Linked DNA regions of Danio rerio: region 2 is linked to region 1. A link is a contact called in public Micro-C data. All regions are on one chromosome and are shown on one strand. Each heading gives the region's core, a stretch centred on a gene start, on an enhancer-like site or on the middle of the called end of the contact. The rest is flanking DNA. Distances are from core to core; before and after follow the strand shown.

Evidence for each region. A called contact is a pair of places that touch in the nucleus more often than the background predicts.
Region 2: a Micro-C map of caudal fin shows a contact between it and region 1, with 4 times the contacts expected there. The contact joins the promoter of eci1 here to the promoter of usp7 in region 1. A contact is called at or near these places in 2 of 18 Hi-C or Micro-C datasets (caudal fin and hematopoietic stem cells) and 2 of 4 datasets of contacts at active chromatin or transcription factors (embryo and gastrula embryo).

The regions. Positions count from the first base shown.
Region 1 is chr3:26,346,735-26,349,819 of GRCz12tu, forward strand. It overlaps usp7 (ubiquitin specific peptidase 7 (herpes virus-associated)), which reads left to right and starts at 1,489. Exons shown (of 31, transcript XM_686123.10): 1 at 1,489-2,384. The coding sequence starts at 2,303.
Region 2 is chr3:26,511,331-26,514,884 of GRCz12tu, forward strand. It overlaps eci1 (enoyl-CoA delta isomerase 1), which reads left to right and starts at 1,467. Exons shown (of 7, transcript NM_001305584.1): 1 at 1,467-1,589; 2 at 1,972-2,094. The coding sequence starts at 1,550.

The sequences.
Region 1 (3,085 bases), core at 239-2,738:
CCTGTATTTGCATGGATTTCCTCCGGGTGCTCTGGTTTCCCCCACAGTCCAAAGACATGCACTATTGGGTAAGCTAAAATTGGTCGTAGCGTATGTGAGTGTGTGCAAGAGTGTGTGGAGTGTTTCCCAATGTTGGGTTGCGGCTGGAAGGGCATCCGCTACATAAAAAACTTGCTGGATAAGTGGTTGGTTCATTCCGCTGTGGCTACCCCTGACTAATAAAGTGACTAAGTCGAAAAGAAAATGAATGAATGAATGTATGAATATAGCATTTTCTATATGACCTGCACTGTGCATAAATAAGTCTAAGAATTGTGCTGAGATTGTGCACTTAATGCGGTTTTGGCTTATAATAAATTAAAGGTTCTGGCTATTTTATTGACCATATCAATGTCATAATGAACCACACTGTTTTTTAAATGAATGTTACAGTATTCAACAAAATAGCAGAGAACATTAATTCTGTTTTTAAAGCTTGAATGATAATATGTAGACAGGACCCAGCTGTTGGCCTTCCTTGCTAATATTTTTGACTGATTAGTTCCACCTCCCAAACCCCCTCACACACACCTCCCATGACTTGACATTGTTGTAGACCTGTCAGTCTCAGTGTAGCACAAAAGACATAACTGGACATACTGTCAACATAATGGTGCTAACAAATAAAATTATATTAAAAAAATAAAATATATAGGCAATTAGAGCCATAAGAATGATGAACGAATTGATGCGGTTTCCAAATTATTGTAAGCTTTATCTAATGGTGAAAAATCAATTCATCTTGTGATGGTGATGCATTTTGCATAATAATACACACACAGCTGTAAGCCATTGTGTTAAAATTATTATTTTTTACAATTATGTTACATGCAAAAAACAAAAATTGTTAATTAATTTTGGCCTTTAAAAACAGATAAAAATGTTTTCTAAATGACCTATTGGTCTTTTGATAAAAGTAGCTGTATCCTGTATCAGGTTTAAATACATGTTTTATTTTATTTTAATAAATACTTTTTTCCTTTGAAATTTAGATATTCGTTCCTTTTACGTTTAATACAGGTCCATATGTTCTATTATTTATCCTAAAACTCTGTAGAAATAAATTCAATACTAGTAATTCACATCAAGATTGAATTCAATTTATAATTATTGTTAATATATTACTCATTTGAATTAAAATTATGGGATATGCACAGTTCTTATCTCAAGGCCATTTATTAAACGATTGTTTCTAAATAATTGCAAAAATAATATATTTATAAAAACAAATTTCAACCCACGTGCTACATAATCTGTAGAGATGCTGCTAAGCTGGCAGCAAAACAAAAAAAATAACAACAACAACAATAAAAAAAAAGATTAAAACCGCTAAGTTTCAATAAAGTCTAGTGTGAGGAAGAATTTGTGTTTATGGCGCTGGCGGTGTGCGCCACTGTTTGGATCTCCATGCGGATGTGACATTTCAGAGAAGAGCGCGACCGCCATTTTGAGTTTTACCTCAAACTGAACATCATAAACCACGGGAGCGGGTGAGAGAGGCTCTGGCCGTGACCGGGCAAAATTATCTTTTCTGCGTTCAACAGCCGTTTGGGATGCAGGTTAAGGGTGCAATTAAGCGTTAGGTGTTCAGGCTAGTTTCTCTTGTGACAACGGCGAGGCGAAACGCGGGCATCTTTGTGAGTTTGAACTTCTAAATTAGTGCGATTTCACATTAGAGTCTGGTTTGAATGGATAGGCTTTTTCTCCGCTCCCCCCCAGAAGAGGGACAATCGGAGGAGCAAACGGACTGGAAATATTGCATGGGAAGTTGTATTTAATATAATCTCTCGGGGGCGCGTGAGTCGCGCTGTTTGTCGTTTCATCACTTTTGCTAGCTCCAGCTGGGCTATCAGTGTTTTCCCCGGCTGCAGGTTGTTGTGAGTTGTATTCGCCCCGCACTAGTAAGTACTGGGGAAAGCCGGGGTTTCATTCATCGGGCCTTCGCGAAGCAGAAGCCCGAGACCACCGACTACCCTTAACGTTAGCATCCCTTCACCCAGGCGCCGAGATTGGGCGAATAGCGAGCAAATACGTCCGCGTTTCTCTGCCTGCTCCCCCACCGGCCTCCCTTCCTCCATCCCCGGCGCTGACAGCAGACAAGGCCGAGGTCGTCTTAGTGCAGGCCCAGCCGCAAAGGCTCGACCTGTTTACCCCACCTCCGCGTCCTCTGACTCCCAACCAGCCTCTGCCCGCGGAACCGCCACCAGACCGGCCCGAGGGAGACAAAGAGCCCAGGCATCATCTCATCCTTTCAGCCGCCACCATGAACCACCATCACACCCAGCAGCAGCAGCAGAAAGCCGGCGAGCAGCAGCTCAGCGAGCCCGAGGACATGGAGATGGAGGGTACGTCAAGGCCTCGTGCCATAACAAAAGCTCACACGCTTGCATTTAACACCACAGCCAACATTATCACAACAAAGCCAGATTTTTACTGGAGTTAACTGTTTATTACCAAGCCTCTCTGTCGCATGTTTTGACCCCGATAGCTTGTTAGCCAGCAGCTAATCGTTGCCTCGCTGCATGAGTTTAGCCAGTCAGCAAAAAGTCCATCGTTTTCTTTATTTACATTCTCGTTTATATAATTCTAATACAGTCCTGCGTTGTCATTAAAATCCCATAGTGGGCGGGTTTCTAAAATAATATCTGCATATGTGTCTGTTACTAGAATAGGGGTTTGTTTTATTAGCGTTTGGCTAAACGCTGCATGCATTTAACGTGGCGCAGCCCCATCTTTAAGCTCTTGCCTCCCAAACTGTGTCAGGTTTTCATCTGATTATGTAAGGAGCCCCTCGGCTACACCTGTAGATCCCGTGGGCAACTTTTTGAAAAGCATCAAGGGGTAAAACGCTCACAAATGCGCTGGCTATTTATCTGGACGAAACCCCGTTTCATGCAGAATGGATAAACGTAAGTCTGCGATTATGCGTGTGCCGTAACGTCAAGTCGTGAAACGTTTGTTGTCTGACTGCAGAAGAATTAGAGCAGGTTATCATCCAGCAACTATTTCAGGATTAATCGCATTTTTTTCCAGAGCATTGTTTTAT
Region 2 (3,554 bases), core at 217-2,716, 160 kb after region 1:
TCCATCTCCATCACTCATGTTTTATCTCACACGTTCATATTATCTTGGTTTCTTTTGAATGGATCTTTACTTTGCTATCATATTCAGGAATATTAGACAATGTTTCAGAGTTCCATTGAAAATTTTTTAACTTGCATGTGAAATGCCTTTCTGAGAGTGCAAATGCTAAGTTAGCTAGTTAAGCTATGAGCTAGTTAGCAATAGGCAAACAAACAAGAGAGAGCACACAAAAGACTAGCTGAGAGCTTTTTTTGTGTATTGTCATTTTTGATAACTGTGTGACTCCATGGTCAAAATATGATTGTATGATGTATTTGACGAAATCCCACATCACATATGATGTATATTTTCTCAAATTCATGTTGTCTGTTTTCATAAATGGATGCTATCATTAGTGAAGTCTGTAGCTATTGCATGGTGGTAGAAATGTTATTTGGGGGGTTTCATTTTGGATGTAATGGACACTGCAGTAAGCAGTAATGTGAGATTTAGTCAGTTTTTTTTCTTATTCGTTTGCTTAAAAAATATTCTATCGCTTCTGAAGTGTCAAACCTTTTCATCTTGTATTTTTAATAAAGTTTGGCCTGTCCTTATTGGTATATTTGGTTTTAAATGTTTTAGGGCGAAAGGGAGTAGCTACTGGGGTTAAAGCCATAAAAAAAAGCTTCAAAAGAGCTATAGTGCTCAGCATATAAGTACTCCCTCACAAATCTCTCTTCTAAATTCATATTTTAATTGGAAGCTATACAATATTATACTTGTGCAAAGACATTAGTCAGTACTGCAGCCAAATTTGGAGCTTATCTAACAAAATAAATAATGATAACAGTCCAAAAACCAGTTCACCCAAAATTATTTATTAATCCATTTTCTTTTCAGCTTAGTCGCTTTATTAATCAGTGGTACCACAGCAGAATGAATCGCCAACTTATCTAACATATGTTTTATGCAGAGCCCTTCCAGCTGCAACCCAACTCTGGGAAACATATACTAAACATACACTCTCATTCACAATCGTACACTACGGACAATTAAGGTTACCCAATTCACCTATACTGCAAGTCTTTGGACTGTGGGGATACGTGCAGGATAAGTTGGCGGTACATCACGCTGTGGTGACCCCGGAAAAATAGGGGGGACTAAGCCGGAAATAAAATAAATGAATTACCACCTTTCACGACGAAAATGCCCAATCATAATAAACTGCCTCACATACGTATTTGCTTATTGGCTGTCTCGTTGATTGACATACTCACCAGCCACACGATGTTACTGTTTCTACGTCACTGTGTTGCCATGTCCTCTTTAAATAGTGTTTTTATCACTTTAAGCCAAGCATTTCTCATCTTTTATTCATAAATATTGCTTAGATTATTTGTAATAAAGATTCCAGATGTAAATATTATCTCATTTTGTTGAAAGACTCATTTTAAAAAACAATTTGATGGTACAGATAAGCGATTTTTCTTTTAAGATCTGGCAACACGCGCACACAGACGCAGAACGAAAGTTTGCATTTAGCAACAGCGATATATCTGCAGCTTTCGAAATGTCGGTTTTAAGGGGCTGCACCAAGTTCACCCATCCTGGTAGGTGTTTTTCGTCCGTTATTAAACTTTAGCTGGATTGTATTGTGCAGCGACAATGTTCTGACTTAAGTGCATGTTCTGACTTAAGTGCATGCTGTAATGCATTGAGAAATTGGGACAAAGGTCAGAGCAGCACAAAGCAGTTGTCAACCTCCTGTAATGTTTATGAAAGATAGGATGTAGAAAAGAAACACAGTCGACACATGACACAAAAATTATGTTGTGTGTTTTCTTTCATCTTTGTGTTTTGTGTTAAAGCCACGTCCTCTTCTTAGGGCACAGCTTTAGTATTAGAGTAACATTCCATGTTTACAGATGAGTACAAAGTCAAATAAATCAGGACCTTTAGTTTTGCATTTAAAATGTAAGCTTTCTCTTGCAGGATTTCTATCACTGCTCTCTGGAAACAGCAGTCATGGTAGAAGTTGTGCTCTTCGGTATCTTGTGTCAAAAAACGATTATTCAACATCTTCCAAGATTAAAGTGGACCTGGACAGTAGTAACGGTAAGATTAAAGGGGTAACAACCAAAACTGAACATTCTGTCATCATTTACTCGTCTTTCTCTTGTTAAAAACCTGTTTGACAATTCTTTTTACTGTTAAATACAAAATATGATATTTTAAATAAAGCTGGAAACCAAAGTATTTGATTGCCCAACTATGGATGTTAATGGTTCCAGGATTTTAGCTGTGTTCAAAATATCTTCTGTTGCGTTCGACAGAAAATAAAATAAACTAATAAAGTGGTTTGGAACCTCTTGAGACTTAGTAAAGACAGTACATTTTTTGGTAAACTGTGCATTTAAAGAGCCCCTATTATGCATTATAAAAGGTCATATTTTGGTTTTGGGAGTCTCCAACAACAGGCTGATATGCATGCAAGGTCAAAAAAACACTTTCTTATAATATTTATTTATTTTTATCTAATTATCCCAACGACTCCCAAATGATTTGTTCCCAAACCTTTCCTTAACATGATGCTAATCTGTGGTCATTTGTTCGATGACCCAGTCTGTTGTGATGGGTTGACTGTGTTCAGTGCAAGACGGAATAGAGTAAGTGTGTAAGCCCAATGCAATAATAAAAAAAAAAACACCAGCATATTACTCTACTCTTATTCACAATGCCAAGTAATAATGACACACATTCAGTATTAATCCACACAGTGGCAAAAGTTGAACTACTTTGAAAAATTACCGCATCAGCGCATCTCATGTGTGTAAGAAAAGCTGATGATGGCTAAAGCAATGACAAATAGCAGGGAATCGAGCACAGAAACGCATTTAAATCAGTAAAGGAAGAAGCATGGCATATTTTCAATGTGGTTTTGGAGGCAACATGTGAATAGCTCCAATAAACCTGGAGAGATGCATTACAAGCAGCATGGAGCGATTACAAGTTACAACACAATTAAATACATATTTTGCAAACTACAGAAAACAAGGGGGCAACCATTTAAATCACACTTCAGGGCTCAACAATAAGGACTGCCCGAGGGCCCTGGGCCAGCATGCGAGGCACTCGGGACAGTAGACAGGATTGTCACTGGCCCGATCTGTGCTGCCTTGTCACAAAAGTTAAATTTGCTTGTGACTATTTGTCAATTGTGTATGAATACAGTCTTAGAATCAAGAAACCGTTTTGGTTCCTCTTATCTGATTGGATGTTGTGAGCATTTTGTTTTTTTGTAACTTGGAAAAAACCAGTACAGCGAAGTGACGTCAACATCAAATTATGAGGCTAAAAGGAAGTCTTGGAAGCAGACATTCACGTGGGTACAACGCAACGGTTTGCTCATATACATTTATTAACATTTTTTTAAATTCTAATTCAAAACATTTTTGACACAATATTTTGAACGTGGCTAAGAAATAGCTATTAACTTTTTCCTATTTTTAATAAATTTATTTATTTTGGTGGGGCCAGTGAAAATATTGGCAGGGCAAGTAAAAATCTTTACTGCT